Regions from separate parts of the Danio rerio genome. Here region 2 is linked to region 1. A link is a contact called in public HiCAR-type data. All regions are on one chromosome and are shown on one strand. The core of a region is the stretch at or near the end of the contact, and the rest is flanking DNA. Distances in the headings are between cores, read along the strand shown. Region 1 overlaps ano10a (anoctamin 10a). Region 2 holds the start of pomgnt2 (protein O-linked mannose N-acetylglucosaminyltransferase 2 (beta 1,4-)).

Region 1 (2,786 bases), core at 189-2,688:
CATTGACTTCATTAGTAGGAAAAAACTAATACTATGGAAGTGGTTAACCATTTAGAAAACAAAAAATATAAAATATACACTACGAGACAAAAGTCTTGTCGTCTATCCCAGTTGCAAGAGCAACAAATGCTAACTTGACTTCTAGTTAATCATTTGGAAAAGTGGCAGAAGGTCGATTTTTCAGATGAACCATCTGTTGAAGTAAATCCTAATCATCACTGCATAAATAGTGCTGGATAAGTTGGCGGTTCATTCCGCTGTGGTGACCCCTGATTAATAAATTGACTAAGCCGAAAAAAATGAATGAATATAAATATGCATGTATAATTGTGCTATATATAAATGTTTATATAAATAAACATGGCGACACAGTTGAGTGGTCAGTTTCACAGCAAGAAGGTCGCTGGTTCAAGTACAGTATGTGTGTGAAACCAGTAAAACATACGCTGAATAAGTTGGCGGTTTATTTCGCCGTGGCGACCCCTGATAAATAAAGAGACTAAGCTGAAGGAAAATGAATGAATGAATAAATAAACATTTATATATGTTTCACTTTGATTAGTGTATTTTTGTATTAATCGTTAAACAGCATTAAATTCTTTTATTATTTGCTCAATATTAGGACCTCATTCATGCTCCTATTTATACTTATATCATATTATTTTCTTAATTTTAAAAGCATACTGTAATCATATTTGTTTTATACAGTACAGGGTTATCTATAACTCTATGATAGCATTGTATCAAGACATAGTTTTCGTTGTCAGCTGAACTGTACAGAGGTCAAAGGCCTACCATCAGCTCATAGGCCTACTTGTGCTCTAATGAACTAATGAACCTTATTGTAAAGTGTTACCGTCTAAAGATTCATTCATAATGGTCTTACAAGGTCTTAAATTTGATTTGATGAAACCTGCAGATCCCCTGATTCAAAACCAAAACATTCTATCATCATTTATTCAACCTTTACTTGTTCCAAGTCTGTTAATCCTTTTTATTTTTAAGAAGATATTTAGAAGAATATTGGAGACCGCTCACTATTAACTTCCATACTATTTTTTTTATTTTTATAGAGGTCAGGTTTCCAACATTCTTTAAAATATCTTCTTTTAAATTCAAAACTCATAAATGGTTTGTTACCACTCGAGACAGAAACAGGGAGATTGTCATTTTTGGGTGAACAGTCCCCTTTAACTAACATCTGATTATTCTTTTCTTCTTTCAGTTGGCATTTGAGACGATGAGTATTATTGCTGTGGTGACCAACTGTGCCTTGATTGCTTTATCTCCACAAGTGAAAGCATATTTCCCGGAATCGGATGCTCAGCTCATCCTAACTGTGGTGGCCATAGAGGTAACATTCCAACTTCTCATCTCCTCACACCAAACACTGCTTTTGCGATGGCTCAGATGCTCCATAAGGTGGCATGAGTGAGCTATTTTTCCTTGCATGAACGTTCAAAGGTGCTAAACTTGGCTGCAGCCGTTGTTTCCATAACCGCCAGTTTGGAGAATGCAGTGAATGTAGTGTGTTAGGCCCTGTCAGATTGTATAAGAACAGTATCCAGAGCCTCGCTAAAACGGAAAAGCTCCAGTCCATATGGGTTAACTTCAAAACTAAACAGGAGGTTCAGTAAAGGATACGCTTTTGCTGCTGGCCTCAAGAGACCTACTGAAAATAACTGACCCAAAGCATGAAGAGAAATACACACTCTTGCACAAACACACAAGAGACGTGTATTTTTTTAGAGAAGAAAAAATAGAACTCCTGATATTCTGTGTGAACCTGGTGGGGATCCGGGGAGGAATTCATTGTGCCATGTCTTGTTTTCCGCTAATTAAACTTCGCAGTAATCACTGGAGTTGTAATTAGGCCATACTAATTCACCGCACTGCATCAGCGAACGTACCGTGACAGAATTTTAAATAAAACTCAAAAAATAAGCAAGCGTTTAGGGAATGGGAGAAAGTCTTTACAAACTTCCCAAGCAAATTTACTGCAGTCATTGGGGTTTGTTGTTGTTTTGTTCTGCAACATCGAATCGAGGAAATTTGCACCCTGTAAAATAATGTAATGAGAGAAAGTCAAGAGAGCAAATATTAACTTATACTCACCGGCCACTTTATTAGGTACACCTTACTAGTACCGGGTTGAACCATTTTTGCCTTCAGAACTGCTTCAATCCTTCGTGGCATAGATAGAGGCCATTTGAGTACAGTAATCTCATTGTCATGTTCAAGAAACCAGTCTGAGAGGATTCGCGCTTTATGACATGGCGTGTTGTCCTGCTGAAAGTAGTCATCAGAAGATGGGTTCACTGTGGTCATAAAGGGATGGACATGGTCAGCAATGGTCAGCGTTGACGTGATGCTCGATTGGTACTAATGGGCCCAAAGTGTGGCAAGAAATTATCTCTCTACACCATTACACCACCAGCCTGAACCATTGATACAAGGCAGGATGGGTCCATGCTTTCATGTTATTGATGCCAAATTCTGACCCCACTATCTGAATGTTGCAGCACAAATGGAGACTCATCAGACCAGGCAACGTTTTTCCAATCTTCTATTGTCCAATTTTGGTGAGCCTGTGCGAATTGTAGCCTCAGTTTCCTGTTCTTAGCTGACAGGAGTGTCATCCGGTGTGGTCTTCTGCTGCTGTAGCCCATCTGCCTCAAGGTTGGATGTGTTGTGTTGCTTTTAAAGATGCTCTTCTGCAGACCTCAGTTGTAGGCATAGGTTATTTGAGTTACTGTTGCCTTTCTATCAGCTTGAACTGGCCATTC
Region 2 (2,865 bases), core at 360-2,859, 140 kb after region 1:
TGACAAGTAACTTTTATTTCTAAATCTTGGATCTTATTTTTGAAAGAAAACATGACCAATAGGGTTGGCGGTTCATTCCGCTGGGCGACCCGAAAGGAAAATGAATGAAAGACTGAAGAACAAAACAGCTATCGACTGCTACCTGCTGGTCAATAGTGGCACTCTTTGTATTTAAAGAGCTAAGGTTTACCTCAGAATAAATCCTTATTAAAGTGGTAACATTACTTTTTATGTTTACTATGACACAGAGTGGCATTAATAAGTCACATTAGTCATTAAAATATTAAATCATATTGTTTTTCACCACATTTTTAAGCGCCCTTTAAAATATTTGTTGCTCCACAAATGAACCCTAGAGGGCGTCGTGTTACCATTAAAGAGACGATTACAATTGCTATTCATTTTGATGACTTGATTGTAAGACAAATAAATCTTTTTTGAAACACGAGATGATTAAAATTCTAGCACGAGTAATGTCACAGTGTGTGTGTTTTTTTAAGATAAAAAGATATTCGGGTCACGTTGTTATCTGCGTTCACAAGAGATGTATTACAATTTCATTTTCCCTTAGGCAGTGTAAAATCTATAACGTTATGGTAATAAGCTGGCTGCTGAAATCAAATTCTGTAAATTCAGAAGTCTATAAACTGTGTTCATTCAATCAAATATGCAGGAAACCTGCAAAAACAATAAATAAATACACAAATATATAAATAAATGAGTAATAAACTTCTTGCAATAAATAAAGTAATAAATAAATAAACAAATAATAAATAAATACATGTATATACAAATCCACAAACTCCTACATAAATAAATATATAAATAATGAATAGTGTGGGCAGGTAAATAATTAATAAATAGGTCTAAGTAATTCATTAAATGAATGTTGGGGGGAATAGGGAAATGCTAAACTAAAGGTTTATTTTCCCTCCTTTCAAATGCTTATTCATAATTTTTTTATTAGCATGATGACCTGAGGAAAAGTAAACACGGAACTACGTTCAAGAAATTAATAAATGTTTGAAAGGGGGGAAATAAACTTATAGTTTAGCATTTTATTATCCCCCCCCCCCCCCCCCCCCCCAACATTCATGTAATTTTGTATACATATTTTAATTTAATTGCAGATTATTTAATGTTTTATTTATGCAGGAATTTATGGATTTATTTACTCATTTATCTATGTATTTGCGTATTTATTTATTTATTGTTTTTGAAGGTTTCTTCCTCTAACCAAACACTGTACATACTCTATAAATTGATGTAACTTTACACTTACATTTACCTAAATGAGTTAATCATCAAACATCAATCATCAAACATCCTAATGGCAATCTGTGCCAAAGTTAGTTAGCTAAAAAAAAAAGGCTTTTTCAGTGAATTTGTGGAGACTCTGTTTATCTGTCTATATTTATGATGTAATATTTTAAGAAAATACTGAATTTATTTGAAATAAATGGTATTACTAGAAAATTAATGTGATATTAGTCTTCATTGAACGCTCTCATTTGGGAGTCTCAATTGTGCTGCGATTCTCTCGCGATAACACAGAGTGCAAACGTCAGACTGATTAGCGGCGATAAGATATCGCGAGGTTTTCTCATCTGAGCTCGGTCATCGCTGTGGGTGGAGACTTCTCCGGCAGCTGGGTTAACGCTGGTAGAATACGCGCGACTGGGTCGAATTTGCGCTACGTAACGGTAAAATTAAGCCGATATTCAATCGTTGAACCACATTGTTGAATGAACACTTCGCGGGATTAACACAGTAAGCTCAGAAATGCCGCGTTTGTCCGCTGTAAAGTTGTAAATGGTCACAGCCACTGATTTGCTGGAGCTGCTGTAGAAACAGTGTATCCGCAGTGAATTCACACCGTTTCGTCCTGTCTCACCTTTCCCACAGGTATGATATGTGATTGCTTTTTGACATGGCTTATGCATTATTATATGTCTGTTTTGGGAAACTTAATGCAAGAAGTTTTTTTTTCCAACTAGCCGTCGTCAGGAAAAGAGATGCTTACTTACTGATCAACCGAACAATTTACTCTGTAAATCACAGATCAAACCTCACTTTTTGATTTAACTACTGTAATATATACCTATAAAACATTACACGAGACAATAATAACTTGCTACCATTTGTGTTGGACAGGAAAATTTATTTAGCATACTACAGTATTTATTTTTTATTTTGAATAGCTTGTGTTATGATTATGAATGATATTTACTCAAATGTGCTTGAGTCATCAGGTCAGCATTATTTCTGCTTCATGTCATCTCTGCTGGACTGCAAAAAGTTATTACTATTATTTTTCTTATATTAATGGATATTATTAGAAATAAAATGCAATGCAAAGGGTAAATCTGGAAGGACGGCTTTGGATGTGATGCCACCACTATATTAATGAGCATTTGACATTTATAAACAGTCCTTGGGTGGAAGCTGCAAATGCAAGTTTTGCTGATGTAATTGAATTTTGACTGACTGTTACATTGGAGCAACTTTCTCTTTTTATATAGTCAAGGACAGAAATGCCTGCGAGGTGTCACTCTCCAAAGCACACAGTGTGCAATGTCTTGGTGCAAAGTAAAATACAAAAATGAAATATTTTTCAGGGTGCCTCACACAACAGTTAAGTTAAAATTGTGCGTAAAAAATCAGATATTTCAATTAAAATGTAATTACTGTCTGTTTTCAAACCAGCAGGCTTTATAAGGGATTCCTGTAATAAATGGAGATGCCTAATAGCTATTAGTTATTAACTGCATTCATCTAAATTATCATCCTATGATGCTTTCCCTGTCAAGTATTAATACATAAATTATATCATACATTGGATAAAAATACTGTTAAACATTTTAG

What was found. HiCAR-type assays count read pairs that join an accessible place to other places.
Region 2: a contact with region 1 is called in a HiCAR-type map of caudal fin, with 7 times the contacts expected there. The contact joins the promoter of pomgnt2 here to the enhancer-like site in region 1. A contact is called at or near these places in 3 of 18 Hi-C or Micro-C datasets (caudal fin, hematopoietic stem cells and an unstated tissue) and 3 of 4 datasets of contacts at active chromatin or transcription factors (caudal fin, embryo and gastrula embryo).

What each region holds. Positions count from the first base shown.
Region 1 is chr16:8,338,708-8,341,493 of GRCz12tu, forward strand. ano10a (anoctamin 10a) reads left to right here. Exons shown (of 14, transcript NM_001030206.1): 12 at 1,226-1,354. Among named protein-coding and RNA genes, the nearest start is that of ano10a, 22 kb to the left of the region's middle. Within about 2 kb of position 1,439, at least 22 of the 62 cell types and tissues checked have an H3K27ac peak or open chromatin away from gene starts, as enhancers often do.
Region 2 is chr16:8,477,330-8,480,194 of GRCz12tu, forward strand. It overlaps pomgnt2 (protein O-linked mannose N-acetylglucosaminyltransferase 2 (beta 1,4-)), which reads left to right and starts at 1,610. Exons shown (of 3, transcript NM_001012384.2): 1 at 1,610-1,905.